Regions from separate parts of the Mus musculus genome. Here all the other regions are linked to region 3. A link is a contact called in public HiChIP or PLAC-seq and capture Hi-C data. All regions are on one chromosome and are shown on one strand. The core of a region is the stretch at or near the end of the contact, and the rest is flanking DNA. Distances in the headings are between cores, read along the strand shown.

Region 1 (4,964 bases), core at 1,148-3,647, 850 kb after region 3:
ATAGTATAAATGGATCATGAACTCCACTAGCCACTTCTTTTGAGACATTGTTTCTTCTATGTAGCTTTGGGTGGCCTATAAATCATTCTGTAACTAGGCTGGCCTCACACAAGAGATCTGTCTGCCTTTGACAGACAGTACTGAGGTTAAAAGTGTGCATCACCACAGCAGGCTCTGACGTAACTTCACAGAGGGTATACAGGTACAAAGGCTTTTTTCTTTACTTTCTTTCTTTTTTATAGTATAGAATAGAGTTTATTAAGGGCAAAGGGGGGGAGTCAAGAGGATAGTAGTGGCAGAAAAGGCAGAGAGGGGGAGAGAATAGAGAAGTAGAGGCCAGCCATGAGCATGTGGAGAGAAGGGGGGAAGGGAATAGGGAAGAGAGGGGGAAGGGAATAGCCCAAGAGGGCAAGAGAGAAGCAAGAGCAGCTTTTTTCTTTTAAAATCACACGGTGGACATTGTCACTGGCTCAAAGTTTATTGCTGGTGCCATCAGCATAGGGGTGTTGGGGTTCCTTTAGGTTTCTGATTGTATTCTTGTCATAGCAGGTTGGTACATCCTCTTCCTATCAATGTCAGAACAGCTTTTGTGGCTATGGGTCTTTGTACTTTCATTAGAATAAAACCTTCAGTGAGTTCGTCACTCTTCTATAAGTGATGAACAATTTCCCAATGCACTTGCATTGCTATTTCATGTCTGCTGCTTGAAAAGCCCATAACCATACTTTACATCCAAGAGTTTTCCCTTTTCTGGACATTACTAGCAGCTCCAATAAAGCATATTTAGATCGCCTACCTTTGTCCTCAGCTATTTCCTCTGTCGCTCTTACCTAGTATCAGTTCTTACATATTTTTATAACATGTCAGGAACCCTGCCCACTTAATTAACATCTGTACCTAATATAAAGCTGACACATGTTCCTTAAATTTTGAGTGGATGAGGGAATGGCTGTGAGACTGTTGGAGCACGCTGAGTACTGAAGAGGTACTGAGTACTGAAGAGGTACTGAGCCCAGAGAAGGTGGTTATTGGCCTTTGCTGCTGAGTTAAAAACAATGTGGGTAAACAGCTGGAGCTAGGTCTTCTAGATGCTTATCTGCTGCCAATGGGATATAGATAGATTTAAGTAGTTCAACCTGAAATTGTTTGGGAGGCTCAAACAGGAAGGGTTAGAATTATGCTATTACTTACTGAAATTCTTCTTCAGCCCTCAGAGTGTGAAAGGCCGAAATGACACCTTTTACCTGACACCTGAGCCAGTTGTAGCTCCCAACAGCCCAATCTGGTACTCAGTCCAGCCTATCAGCAGAGAACAGATGGGACAGATGCTGACCCGGATCCTGGTTATACGAGAAATCCAAGAAGCCATTGCCGTGGCCAATGCAACCACCATGCACTGAGGTGCCTCAGCTATAGGAAAAAAGATCCAGGAAAAACCAGACAGACTTTCACACTAAAGGAGAGGCCTCCACATTTTTTTTTAATTTGTAGTTATGATGCTTTTCAGGCTACTTCTGTTCAAAATGTAAAAGACGATATTGCCCTCTTTGCATCTTCATAAAATGGGCAGACCCCTGGTTCATAGGGATCTGGGTTTTCTGAGAACCTGGTGTCCTAGGAAGTGGTTGGCTTTTTCTTTTCTCTTTTTTTCTTTTGTCTGGGGCGTGGGGAAAGGAACTTGGACTGTATGGAGAGATACAGACCCTTCCCTTCCTCAGGGAAGATGGAGCTGCTGATGCATCAGCCTGTCACTCGGAATCGGCAAACTTTACTGACCACTCAGAGCCACATTTGTTTTTTGTTTTTTGTTTTTTTTTTTTGTAATGCTCAGACATAAACTTAACATCTTGATGGAAGAAGAATAAGGGGAACTTCAATTATGATTTTTATCCAGACAATTTCTATTACACCCTTCTTTATGACAAGTGACATAAAAGTTAAAGTAAAAACTTTACCATGCGCTTTTTTTTTTTTTTGGCCTAACATTGAGGCCTTAAAAATGAGGCTCCTGTGCCTGATGGAATTCTTGTAACATACACTTGTGTATCATATAAAGATACCACTCTTTCTCTTATGTATTCTTATTCTAGTTGTTTATTAAGAATGACAAGCACGTCTTTTCAACAAGCTACTGGAGAACGTGTCTTTATTTGGGGGAGGAGCTCTGCGGGGGCGGGGGAGTGGAAACAAAACTTAATTGAATGGGCCTGGATCCTGCTGTGGTGGGATGCGGGGAGGGGTGGGACAGGAAACAGGCCTTTGGCCTTGGGCCTGTGAGCTCGATAAGCACGTGGTTACCCAGCTCTGCCAGCTCCGCCTCTATACGGGGCGTGGCCCTCAGTACGCACGCCCTACGCCTGGCGTCATCGACGCACGCAACGTGTGACGGAATAATCTAGTTTATATTGGCGCGGTCCGGACGGCAGAGGCCTCTGCGGCGCGGTCCTCGGAGCGGCGCGGTTCTCGGAGCCACGCGTCTGTCTTCCTCCGTGGTCATGGCGGACTACCTGATTAGCGGAGGCACCTCTTACGTGCCGGACGACGGGCTCACAGCGCAGCAGCTCTTCAACTGCGGGGACGGCCTCACCTACAAGTGCGGGTCTAGGGCACCCATCGGGGCGAGGCGAGGGGCCGCACGCTGGCGAGAAGGCCGGATGAGGGAGGGCTTCATTGAAACTGGTGGGAGCGGATGGGGAACAGAATCCGGGAATTCCTTATCGCCGAAGACTAACTTCGACATATGTGAAGCAGGGGCAGGGGTTTAGAGGGTGATTTCAATAGTATTTAATACTTGAGTCGTGAGACACAGTTCTCTGGATATGTGGAATATGTTAGCGTGCACTAATGACACCTCGGTGGCATCCACCCAGTGACATTTTGCCTGTGTCACACTTGCTGGTACAACTCCCTGCTCAAGAGTTTTATGGGATGATATATGGAGTTGAAGTTTCTTGGTGTCACAAGCCTGAGAGACCTGCTTATTTCCCTCCTACAGTGATTTTCTCATTCTTCCTGGGTATATCGACTTCACTGCAGATCAGGTGGTGAGTAATAAGGCACTGGATTTTTGGTTTGGGGGGTTCCTTTTTTTTTTTTTTTTTTTTCTGAGACAGGGTTTCTCTGTATAGCCCTGGCTGTCCTGGAACTCACTCTGTAGACCAGGCTGGCCTTGAACTCAGAAATCCGCCTGCCTCTGCCTCCCAAGTGCTGGGATTAAAGGCGTGCGCTACTTCTGCCTGGCTCTATTTTGTTTTTGAGACAGCCTGCCTACATTACTTTGGCTGTTCCAGAAGTGGTTTTGTTGACCCTAATTATTAGTGTCAACGCTCAGTCTTGTTTCTGAGTGGGTACTGTTATTACAGTAGGCATGTGCCCCTGTACCCACTCTAGGAACTGGATTGGTAAATATCTAGGAGGGGTAAGATGCTGCTGTTCGTTACTGTGAGCTTACTGCACCAGGCTAGGCTTTGTGGTGAACATGGCAGCTCACCCAGGGCTCCTGGGATGGACCCTGAGGAATAAGCTGTATTTTCCTTTGCTGGTCCTTTTTCTCCTCAGGACTTGACGTCTGCTCTAACTAAGAAGATTACACTAAAGACCCCATTGGTTTCCTCACCCATGGACACTGTCACAGAGGCTGGAATGGCCATCGCGATGGCGGTAAGGCTTGAGCGCCATGGGTGCCATCTTATAGCCAAAGATTGTGTTTCTGTTTTATCACTTACTTGTGTGTTCGTCTTGTAGCTTACAGGAGGTATTGGTTTCATCCACCACAACTGCACACCTGAATTCCAGGCCAATGAAGTTCGGAAAGTGAAGGTTAGAAGGCCAAGCATCATGGCCAAGAGTTGCTGGGAATTAGAGGCGTGGGGTGGAAGTGGAGGGTTTGTTTTGCTAAGCGTCCTTTCTCCTGCTGTGAGCTTCAGCTACTGAGGAGGAAGACCCAAGACCCCATTTCTTAGCTAGAGCACGCACGGTGCTTCCAGACCCCCTATGTCCATGTTTGAGCATTTCATTTCATTTGTTTCCGTGGCTCTGCTATACAGGACACTTAGGCATGGACCTCATCCTTTAGAACAGGGGCCTGATGACAGTGATATCAAAGATACAGTGACCTTCTCACCATTCCTTCCAGAAATACGAACAGGGATTCATCACTGACCCCGTGGTCCTTAGCCCCAAGGATCGTGTACGCGATGTTTTTGAGGCCAAAGCCAGGCATGGCTTCTGTGGTATCCCCATCACAGATACAGGCCGGATGGGGAGTCGATTGGTGGGCATCATCTCCTCAAGGGACATTGATTTCCTCAAGGAGGAAGAGCATGACCGGTTCTTGGAAGAGGTGGGTGCCACTGGCTGAGGAGAAACTAAGGTCTAAGCCCAGACTGGAGGAAGCATGCAGTTTCTTTTTACTTCTATGACACTGCTGACAGTCTCATTTCCTGTCCAAGGAAAATGCTCAGCTATGTTTCTTACTACTTCATGTGATCCCTGCATCCATCCCTTCTTCCTGCTGTGCCTCTGCTGTCTACATGTCTGTAACGTTTGTGCTTCCTTTCTTCGCCATGCTCTTGTGTGGTCCTCTCTAGAGAGGCTGCTCCTGCTGCTGTGTTCTCCATAACTACTGGCTGCCTCTCAGGAGGGGCGGCTCTGGTCATGTATGTGATCGTGGTGGTCTTTTGATAGTATAGTTTGACCTATGGGTAAAGGAGGGTCCTGGTCTGACTGGCCTTTGCCTCTTGACTCATCCTAGATCATGACTAAGAGGGAAGATTTGGTGGTCGCCCCTGCCGGCGTCACTCTGAAAGAGGCAAATGAGATTCTGCAGCGAAGTAAAAAGGGTGAGGCCTGGCCTACAAGGTGGAAAGGGGCTCAAATTATTTTATTTTTATTATTATTTTGGTTTTTCGAGACAGGGTTTCTCTGTGTAGTCCTGGCTGTCCTAGAACTCACTCTATAGACCA
Region 2 (4,292 bases), core at 893-3,392, 640 kb after region 3:
GCTGGCCTCCAACTCAGAAATCCACCTGCCAGCCCAGCATGGTGGCTCATGCCTTTAATCCCAGCACTCGGGAGGCAGAGGCAGGCAGATTTCTGAGTTGGAGGCCAGCCTGGTCTACAAAGTGAGTTCCAGGAGAGCCAGGGCTACACAGAGAAACTCTGTCTCGAAAAACCAAAAAAAAAAAAAAAAAAAAAAAAAAAAGAAATATACCTGCCTCTGCCTCCCAAGTGCTGGGATCAAAGGCCTGTGCCACCACTGCCCGGCAAAATTACACCTGTGAAGTAGCAACAAAATAATTTGGTAGGGGGGTCACTACAACATGAGGAACTGTATTAAAGACTCCCAGCATAAGGAAGGTTGAGAACCATTGCTCTCGGGGTTACAATGCTCTCTGGCCTGAGGGTGCCTGCATACAGGTGGTGCACATACATTTATGCAGGGCGCACACACATACACATAAAATAAAATGTATCTTTTTTTTTTAATCTACTGGGAAGGTGAGGGAATTGGGGGTTCGTTTGTTTTGTATTAGTTTTTTGAAGGACATGCTTTCCTATCCGCCAAGAAACTGTTTTACTTGCCTTACTGTTAAGAACAGGATTTGTGCCAGGTGTGGTGGTGCACACCTTTAACCACAGCAGGAGGCAGAGGCAGGCGGATTTCTGAGTTCAAGGTCAGTCTGGTCTACAGAGTGAGTTCCAGGACAGCCAGGGCTACACAGAGAAACCCTGTCTCGAAAAAAAAAAAACCGAAACAAAACAGGATTTGCCTGAAAAGCAAAAGCTCACCAGTTGCCCGGGCATCTCCACAGATGGCTTTCTACCATGCTTTTAAACCTGTTCCAGAGCAAGATTTTCAAGACTTGCAATCTTTTCTTTTTCTTCTTCTTCTTCTTCTTCTTCTTCTTCTTCTTCTTCTTCTTCTTCTTCTCCTTCTCCTTCTCCTTCTCCTTCTCCTTCTCCTTCTCCTTCTCCTCCTCCTCCTCCTCCTCCTCCTCCTCCTCCTCCTCCTCCTCCTCCTTCTCCTTTTCTCCTTCTCCTTCTCCTTTTCCTTCTTCTCCTCCTCCTCCTTCTTCTCCTCCTTCTCCTCCTCCTTCTCCTCCTTCTCCTTCTTCTTCTTCTTCTTCTTCTTCTCCTCAAGACAGGGTTTCTTGTAGCCTTGGTTGTCCTAAAATTCTCTCTGTAGACCAGGCTGGCTTCGAATTCAGAGATCTGCCTACCTCTGCCTCCTGAGTGCTGGGTTAAAAGCCTGTGCCATCACCGCCCGGAAGAAAACGGAATCATTGTTTCAGGAAAAAATTAAGATGCCTGGACCTCTGTCGGCTTCGGTGGTTGCTACTCTCTCCTTGACCTGGATGGCTGACAGGATACAAAGTTGTTTAAGACAACTTTGTTTTTTGCGTCTATTTATGACTTTATTTTTGTTTTTTGCAGGTGTGGTGATGTATGCTTTTAATCCCAGCACTCTGGAGAAAAGGGCAAATGGGCCTAAATTCGAGACTAGCCTAGATTACATAAACAGCTCCAGGACAGCAGCTAGAAGAAACCTGTCCCAAACAAACAACAAATTTCACTATTGTGTGCCTGTTTGGCGAACGCGTGCCACAGTGTCTGTGTCGAGAACAAAGGACAACTTTAAAGAGTCAGTTTTCTTTTTCCACTTTTACACGGGTTCTGGGGATCAAACCCAGTTGTCACCCACGTAGCCATCGCGCCGGCCCTTGTTTGAAACAACTATTAATGGCTGGACCACACCGGACAGTCCAGATCTCAATGCGTCCGTGTGCACTTGGCTACAGGGGCTGCCGAGGCAGTAAATTCAATCTCGCATTTAGGCAGTCTTGCTGAAAGCCGCATGGAACCGAGTGGAAACAAGAAAAGCAAGCGGCAGGCTCCTCCTGCACGGATTTAGCATCAGGCTAACCTCACAGGCCAGGATGGAGCGAGTGACTGATGGGTCGAGGGCGGGCCAGCAGTCAGATCGCAGGAGCCGCTCAGACACGGGTGGATGTGGCCGCCGCCTCTGGGCGTCCAGCCTGCTTCTGTCCGCTTCGGCTCCGGAGGGGGCGGGGGGGGGTTAACAGCGCGTGGGGGCGGGGAGAAGAGGCGAAAGTCGACGGCGGTGCCGGGCGCGCGCACGTGCGTGGTTACGTGCGTGCGTGGGCGCGGCCCATAGCACGCCGTGCGCTAGGCGGATGTCCGGGCCGGCTGGGCCGGGGCGGCGGACGAGATGGCGGAAGGCCGGGGCAGCCGTGAGCGACCGGATGTGGAGACCCAGAAGACGGAGCTCGGAGCCTTGATGGGGACCACGCTCCAACGTGGGGCGCAGTGGTGAGCGTCCGCCCTGCCCTCCTGCGGCGCAGAGCGTCTAGCCGGCTCGCTGGCCCTCAGGCCGGACCTCTGTCCTCAGTTTTAGGTGGAGGCGGGCCGGGGGCGGTGCCTGGAGTCTGAAAGAGTGGCTTGACAGCGGCCGCTGATGAAAGAAACCCCGGGATCAGCTGGGGGACAGCGCTGACAGGCGTGGGGTTTGTCCCGGTCCATTCGGATTCACAGTAGTCTTGGACCGGCGGGGACAGGGGGTGTAGAATATAGAAAAGGGGGCGCGCTGGGGTCGGCGGGAGCGGGAAGGTGGGGGAAAGCACTTAACCACCGAAGACTTGGGCGCTTGATGGTGACCTTGGTGGGGGAAGTTTCCACCCCTTACACACCTCCGATCCTTAACAATTAAAACCTCGGTAGCAATTTGTGGCTTAGGACGCTCCTGGCGTGGAGAGAGGATCCGAAGTGGATACTTTGTAACTTGTAAACTGTGATACTTTGTAACTTGTAAACCGTGGGACAGGATTCAAAGCCAAAAACTAGAAGCCAGTTGTCAGATGGTCCGGGACAATTGTAGCAGTAGTTAGATGTAAGAGTGGGAGGGGAGGGGAAGGGAGGGGAGCTTGACTCCTGGAGCAAAATAGAAGATCGAAAGTTACAAGACTTTGCCAGGCACGCTGGCATATGCTTTATTGGTTTGCAGGAGCAGAGGCTGTAGGATTGCTGTAGGTTCAGGGCTGGTCTCATACAGTGAGCAGCACCCCCCCCCCAAAAAAAAAGTTCCAGGTTTACTAGAGCAGATTCAAATATGAGGCCTCTTAAGAGATTGTTAACTAGAAGGGATTGTACTCCCCAGTCGGGGAGAAATGCCTGGGTGGTGCTGCTGTGTAGGAGTCAAATAATAGGGTAGGTTTCTCATTGATTATGACCAATATGAGGACTGAAAAAGAGAACAGAACTTATGTGTTTGGGGTGTGGTCTAGGTGTAGTTTATGGTGTTTAAATTGAGCCAGTGAAAGGCCAGACAAATAGAGAGAGGTACTTTAGAAATTCTGCAAAGGGATGACACAGAAAGAATATTCAGGTTGGTCTGGATGCTCATGCCTGTAGTCTTAGTCCTGGAGGAGTATTGCTGCCAAATTTCAGGGCCAACCTCAGTGACATAGTAAAAGCCTTGTCTCAAAAAAAAAAAAAAAATGGTGGTGGGTAATGTGATTAATAACTTAGTAACATAGTTTTACTTGTAGAAAGAGTCCATTTGAAATGATTGCTCATGGGCTGGTGAGACTGCTCAGCATCTGAGAACTTAGATTATTCTTGCAGTGCCTGAGTCTGAGGCCCAGCACTCGGGTTTGGTGCCTCCCTGCCATCTGTAACTCAAGCTCCAGCTCCAGGGATAGCAACTCCCCTGACCTCCGTGGGCACTGGGAGTCATGCTCAAACTCAGGCACATAACCAAAGCATAATTAAAAAGAAAAACTCAGCCCAGGAGCGGTGGCACACATCTTTAGTCCCAGCGCTTGGGAGGCAGAGGCAGGTGGATCTCAGAGTTTGAGGCCAGCTCAGTCTACAGACAGGACAGACAGAGAAACCATGTTTCGAAAAACTGAAATAAATTAAATCCTAACTAGGCATAGTGTCACACAACTTTAATCCCAGCCTCTGGGAGGCATACACAGGTGGATCTCTCTAGTTCAAGGCTATCCTGGGCTACATACTGAGGGTGCACCTCCCCCCCCCCCCCCGCCATCTCCAAAGTTAATTAGTTTTAAAATTCTTTCAATAATCGTTTATGGTTTTGGTTGTTTGTTTCTGAGACAAGGTCTCCCTGTGGCCCCTACTGGTTTGGAACTTGAGATGTAGCCAGGCTGGCCACAGACTTGCAGACTCTTCTGCATCTGCCTCCTGTGTGCTGGGATTACAGATAAGTGATCGCAGTGTCTTGTGTGTGAGAGAGAAAGAGACAGGCAGAGA
Region 3 (4,890 bases), core at 1,248-3,747:
GCCTCAAGACCAAATCCAGGGCCCCTCTTTGGGAATCTAGGGTTGGAGGACAGAGGAAAAAGAAGGATGAAGAGGAAAGGAGGGACAGAGAGGGGAGGGGGCGGCTACAGTCCCTTCCCTTCAGCTAGCCCCTGAATACCTCCCATTCAACCCCAGTCCCCTTAAAGCCCCCAAGTCAGAACAAGCTCCAGTAGGTGGACAGGAGAAGAACAGTCACCGCCACCTGGGAGCCCACCAGGAGAAAAACCCGAAAAGGAGGAGAAGAAAGCTGGCGGGAGGGAACAAGGGAGGGAGGCAGCAGGCGGGAGGAGGAGAGAGGGAGGAGAGAGGGAGGGACGGAGGAGAGGCGCCTGAACAAAGAAACGAGGAGCTGGGGCTGGCAAGGGGTGCAGGAAAGGGGCGGACGGAGGAAGGGGTCCAGAGGCACCTGGGGGCGGGACAGGGGGCCAGGTGGTCAGATTGTCCAGCCTGATCCAGACCTCCCAAGCTCATAGTGCGTGTGTCTATGTGCGTGTATGTGTGTGTCAGGGGGAGCCTGTCTTAGCAGAGGAAGGTTGGCTCCTCTAGCAGAGAACTGCCTCAATTGAAGGGAGGCAAGGCAAGAACAGGGCTGTGGAGGAACACGGAGGAAATTACTAACAGCACCCCACCAGCTCATCAGCTAACACCCCCCCAACACACACCCCAAGACTCCTTCCTGGAGCCTTAGCTTCCCCCTCCCCCAACACCTCATAGACCAGGAAGCAGATCTGCTGGGACCGAAACCCCCTTTTGTGGCCAGGGTTTCCCAGTCAAGGTCACCTGGGCCAGGCTCCATCCCCACCCCCAAGGTACGCAGAGTAGCGGGGGCTGAGGCTGGGCTTCTGGCCTCTCCAACCCCCCACCTTCCTACTTCCGGGCCTGGCTCCTTTGGAACTACGGGGGAACAGTGGGGGTAGATCTGACTGCATTCTTGCTTGGCCCAGACAAGATAGTCCACTGCGTCCAGGCACACCCCCTGAGCAGCTGGAGAAGCAGCCCCGGCTCCATCCCACCCCCGGGCCCAGTTTTCCCCTATCTGTAACTAGGGTAGCGGGTACTGGAGAAAGAGTGAATTCGGGGAAACAGGACTCCTTCTACCTGGCCCAGCTCCACGGTGGACACAGGGAGGCTTCAGTCTGTCCTCTCCCCAGATGTTAATGGTCTGGTGGCAAAATGCACCTATTTCAAGAATGAGGAGTTATAGGTCCGGCTGGGACCCCAGCCTTAGTTCCAAAGGACTCTTCATCTTGACACTTTCCTTACCTCACCTGCTCTAGACAACCCGCCACCCCCCATGGTCCCTTGCCCACTTCACCACTAGGGTCCGTGGTTCAAACTGGGGCTTGACCCCAGGCTCTTCCAACTTAACAACACCTCACTTACACCGAGACCCCTGAACCGGAGAAGGACCGAGAGGCAGCTGGGGGCCAGGAGATCGGCAAATGGCTGAAAGAAAAGCCCATTTGGAAACAGATCCCCTTGTCTTGCGGTTCCGGGCGACCCTCCACGTGGGGGCTTCCAATTTAGACCTTCCCCTGGGGCTGACCTGGTCTTCAGATTAGAGACACTGTGGCAGTGCAAACGCGCCGTTTGGGAAAGAGTGCAGGCGTCAGCAGAGGACTAAAACAGAAGGATCCGAACTCCCACTCAACGAGGGTAAGGGTACCCACCCAAAACCTTGCGGGGGTGGAAAAAGTTAATTCACACACCAGTGATCCCGCAGGCCACATCACCTAGTCACACACACATCTTTACAGCGCCCGGGAACCGGGGAGGTTCAGGACGCCGGGACAGGTATGAAGCACATCCTAGTTCTGTCGCCTGGTACCCGCAGACAGTGTGCCACGGTTCGCCAGACCTCGCGCACTTCTAAGGAGTTGCAGTGCCGCGGATCCTAGTGGGGTCGGGAGGTCGTGTTCTCTCCGTACTCACCTCGTCCACGGCGGCGGGGCCTGGGCGCCCGGGCAGCGGTGGCCGCCGCAGCAGCGGAGAGGTTCGCGTCCGGCCGGTCCGCTTTAGCTGCCCCCCCCCCGGGCCACGGCCCTGTCCGCGCCCTCTTGTCTCTTAGCCTGAGCCGGGATCCGCACCGCGGACTCGGCTTCACTGGGTCCCCTGGCTTCGTGCACGTCAGCAGCCGAGGCCCCGGGCCCTAGCCCGGGCCATGGAAAGGCTCAGGGGCGCTCGGGGCCGCCTCCCCCGGGGCGGGCTGCGGGCGCCCCCTGGCCTGCGCGCCGAGGGCGCATTCCCCGGTGCGGGGCGCGGGCGGTGGCGCGCGCTAGGCTACAGAGCGCTGCGCTGGGCTCGGCCGGGTGGCGCTGCGCTTGCCTGGCTGTCTGACTAGGGCCCGGAGACCGAGCGGGGCTGCGCGGGTCCTCGAAGCGTACCCTGGCTCTACGCTGCGCTCGGGGCTCCCTGGACCGCTGCGGTTTGTTCCCTAGCTGCTCAGGTCTCGAGGCCGCTGGCGGGACGGGACGCTCGGAGCCGCGCGCGGAGCGCAGGCAATTGGCCGCCCGTGGGCGACATTTGCATAGCACGGCCCCGCCCCGCCGGGCCCGCCCGGCCCCACCTCCGGGGCGGGACCCTCCCGGCCACCGCCCCGCCCCCGCTCCACCTGTCCGCGGGCAGGGCTCAGGGTTCCCAGGCGGTGGGCAACCCGCGCCAGGGGAGACTGCTCTGCACCCTGCACCCCCGCCCTGGCATCGCGGGCGGCGCCCCCGCCCCGCCCTGGCTTTGTCTCTCCGTGGATACACGGCGCACATCGCGCCTGGTGTTTACCCGGGCATTCAACTCCCTGGTGAGAAGGGCTGGAGCGCAGGGGAGCAACCAGCTAGCACTCACCTGCGCGCCCCCTTCCGCGTTCCTCCTTCCTACTTGCTGCCAGCCACGGCCCAGCGGCGAAGGACCTGGGATGGCCCAGGCCTCTCAGCAGGTGGCGGTGCAGCCCTTGGGACGGTTGGCACTTCTGGACCTTCCGACAGATGGCTACCTCCAGAGTAGGTCAAGTGGGTGCAGCCCAGCCACTAGCTCTGTCCAGCTAGCCAAATGCTCCAAGTGATCACCTCAAACACCAGTAAGTCTCATTTCAAGCCAGCGGTCCTCACAGACTTTCCCTTTACAGTGCCATATTCCAGAGAACCCAGATGACAGGAGGACGACTCAAGGCATACCCCCCACCCCTCTGCTATGAAAAGGGCACTTGCTTTCAAATCTCAACAATTGAGCAAGAGCCTCCCCTGACCCCAGGAAGGGTCCCTCTGAGCAGCCCATCCCCCAAGGTCATGGCCTCATCAGCCAGAACCACTTCTCAGCCCTTCCCCATACACTCTTGCTGTGGTCCCAGGAGGCTTTGGCCCTCTTTGTCCTCTGCTTCCTCCCTGTCCTCCATCTCCTATTCCCTCCTCTTCTCTCCCTTCTCTTCTGTCTTCCTCCTTTCTTTCTCTCTGCCTTCTGCTCTCTCCCCACTCAGTCCTCCATTTGTCTTCTTCCTCCCCTTCCTACCCCTCTTTCCTCCTGTCTTCCTTTTCCATTTCTCTTTTCTTCTTCCTCCATCCTCTCCTTTTCCTGGCTACAACTCCCAGAAGAGCCACTCTTCCTCTGACCCACTGGCTGGCTGACTGTGTGCATTAGGTGGGTATCAGAGGGCTGCTGGGATACTACTGAGGGTCACCTGACTCACAAGTGGGGTACTTCCTATGCTTCCAAGAGGGCCTGGCTGTTTAAGGTGAGGAAATGTCTACCTGCTGTAGTGAGGGACAGCACCGATCTGATCTTCTCCCTAATGTCATACTTCACTCAAAACATTAACAAAGCCGGGCGGTGGTGGCGCACACCTTTAATCCCAGCACTTGGGAGGCAGAGGCAGGTGGATTTCTGAGTTCGAGGCCAGCCTGGTCTACAAAGTGAGTTCCAGGACAGTCAGGGCGACACAGAGAAACCCTGTCTCTCTCGAAAGAGGCTAGGTGAGCTGGCATATGCCTTTAGCTTTTAATCTAAGCCCTTCTCTGAGTTCCAGGCCAGTTTGGTCTACATGGCAAATTCTAAACCAGCCAGGGCTATACAGTAAAATCCAGTTTGCTCAGACAAACAAAACATGCATGCATGCTGACAGAGCTAAGGGTATTGCTCCGTGATAAAGCATAGGCTTGGCATGTGCATCACATGTATTCGGTGTGTAGTGCCAGAACCAAGTCAATCACTGCTAATCGCCTCCCTCATCCTCACCAGGAACATCTTTGTGGTTACCATCGCCATCACAGCACCAACACCAACACCAACACGGTGGGCCGCTTAGACCTACCCTGACTCCTCACTGTGATTACATGGCTATCCCAGGGACTAGGAAGATAGTGGCTCAGCGGTTAAGAAAGAGTGCTGCTTCTCTTCCAGAGGTCCTGAGTTCGATTCCCAGCAACTACAACCATCTATAATCACATCTGATGCCCTCTTCTGTCATGCAGGCATACATGCAGGCAGAGCACTTAAACACTGAAATACATAAATGGTTACTGCCACTGCTATGGCTTCTAGGACCTCCATTCTTCCACAGCCCCCACCTGTCTCCTTGAAACTCTTCTGTCACCAGTAGCAGTAGCAGCAGCAAAGTCCCAAAGGCAGAATTGTAAGGGTGTGGCAGAGCTCCAAGTTCAGGGCTGGAAAGGACTGCTCTCAACTGATCTGTTTGTGTGAGGAACAGCTCAGACACAGAACAGTTTATCACACAAAGGCCTCAGGTGATGGGATGATGGGAAAGGGGCGAGGAACAAGTATTGAACCTGACTGTGTGTAGAGTGGAAGGTCACTCTAAGGTTCTCTCTAAGTGGATGGAGAGGGATGAATAAAAAACATTTTTTAAAAAGATTTGTTTAGGGC

The links. HiChIP or PLAC-seq counts read pairs in DNA pulled down with a chosen protein or histone mark. Capture Hi-C pulls out chosen DNA fragments and counts their contacts.
Region 1: a capture Hi-C map of macrophages shows a contact between it and region 3, with 3 times the contacts expected there. The contact joins the promoter of Impdh2 here to the promoter of Sema3f in region 3. A contact is called at or near these places in 2 of 39 promoter capture datasets (cranial neural crest and embryonic stem cells) and 2 of 9 other capture datasets (liver and macrophages).
Region 2: a FOXA1 HiChIP or PLAC-seq map of pancreatic cancer cells shows a contact between it and region 3. The contact joins the promoter of Usp4 here to the promoter of Sema3f in region 3. A contact is called at or near these places in 2 of 115 datasets of contacts at active chromatin or transcription factors (large pre-B cells and pancreatic cancer cells).

The regions. Positions count from the first base shown.
Region 1 is chr9:108,558,039-108,563,002 of GRCm38.p6, forward strand. Impdh2 (inosine monophosphate dehydrogenase 2) reads left to right here and starts at 2,398. Exons shown (of 14, transcript NM_011830.5): 1 at 2,398-2,593; 2 at 2,996-3,044; 3 at 3,559-3,660; 4 at 3,745-3,819; 5 at 4,136-4,342; 6 at 4,754-4,841. The coding sequence starts at 2,496. It overlaps Qrich1 (glutamine-rich 1), which reads left to right. Exons shown (of 10, transcript NM_175143.5): 10 at 1,208-2,129. The coding sequence ends at 1,400.
Region 2 is chr9:108,345,689-108,349,980 of GRCm38.p6, forward strand. Usp4 (ubiquitin specific peptidase 4 (proto-oncogene)) reads left to right here and starts at 2,143. Exons shown (of 22, transcript NM_011678.2): 1 at 2,143-2,330. The coding sequence starts at 2,230.
Region 3 is chr9:107,707,465-107,712,354 of GRCm38.p6, forward strand. Sema3f (sema domain, immunoglobulin domain (Ig), short basic domain, secreted, (semaphorin) 3F) reads right to left here and starts at 2,498. Exons shown (of 18, transcript NM_001379496.1): 1 at 1,954-2,498.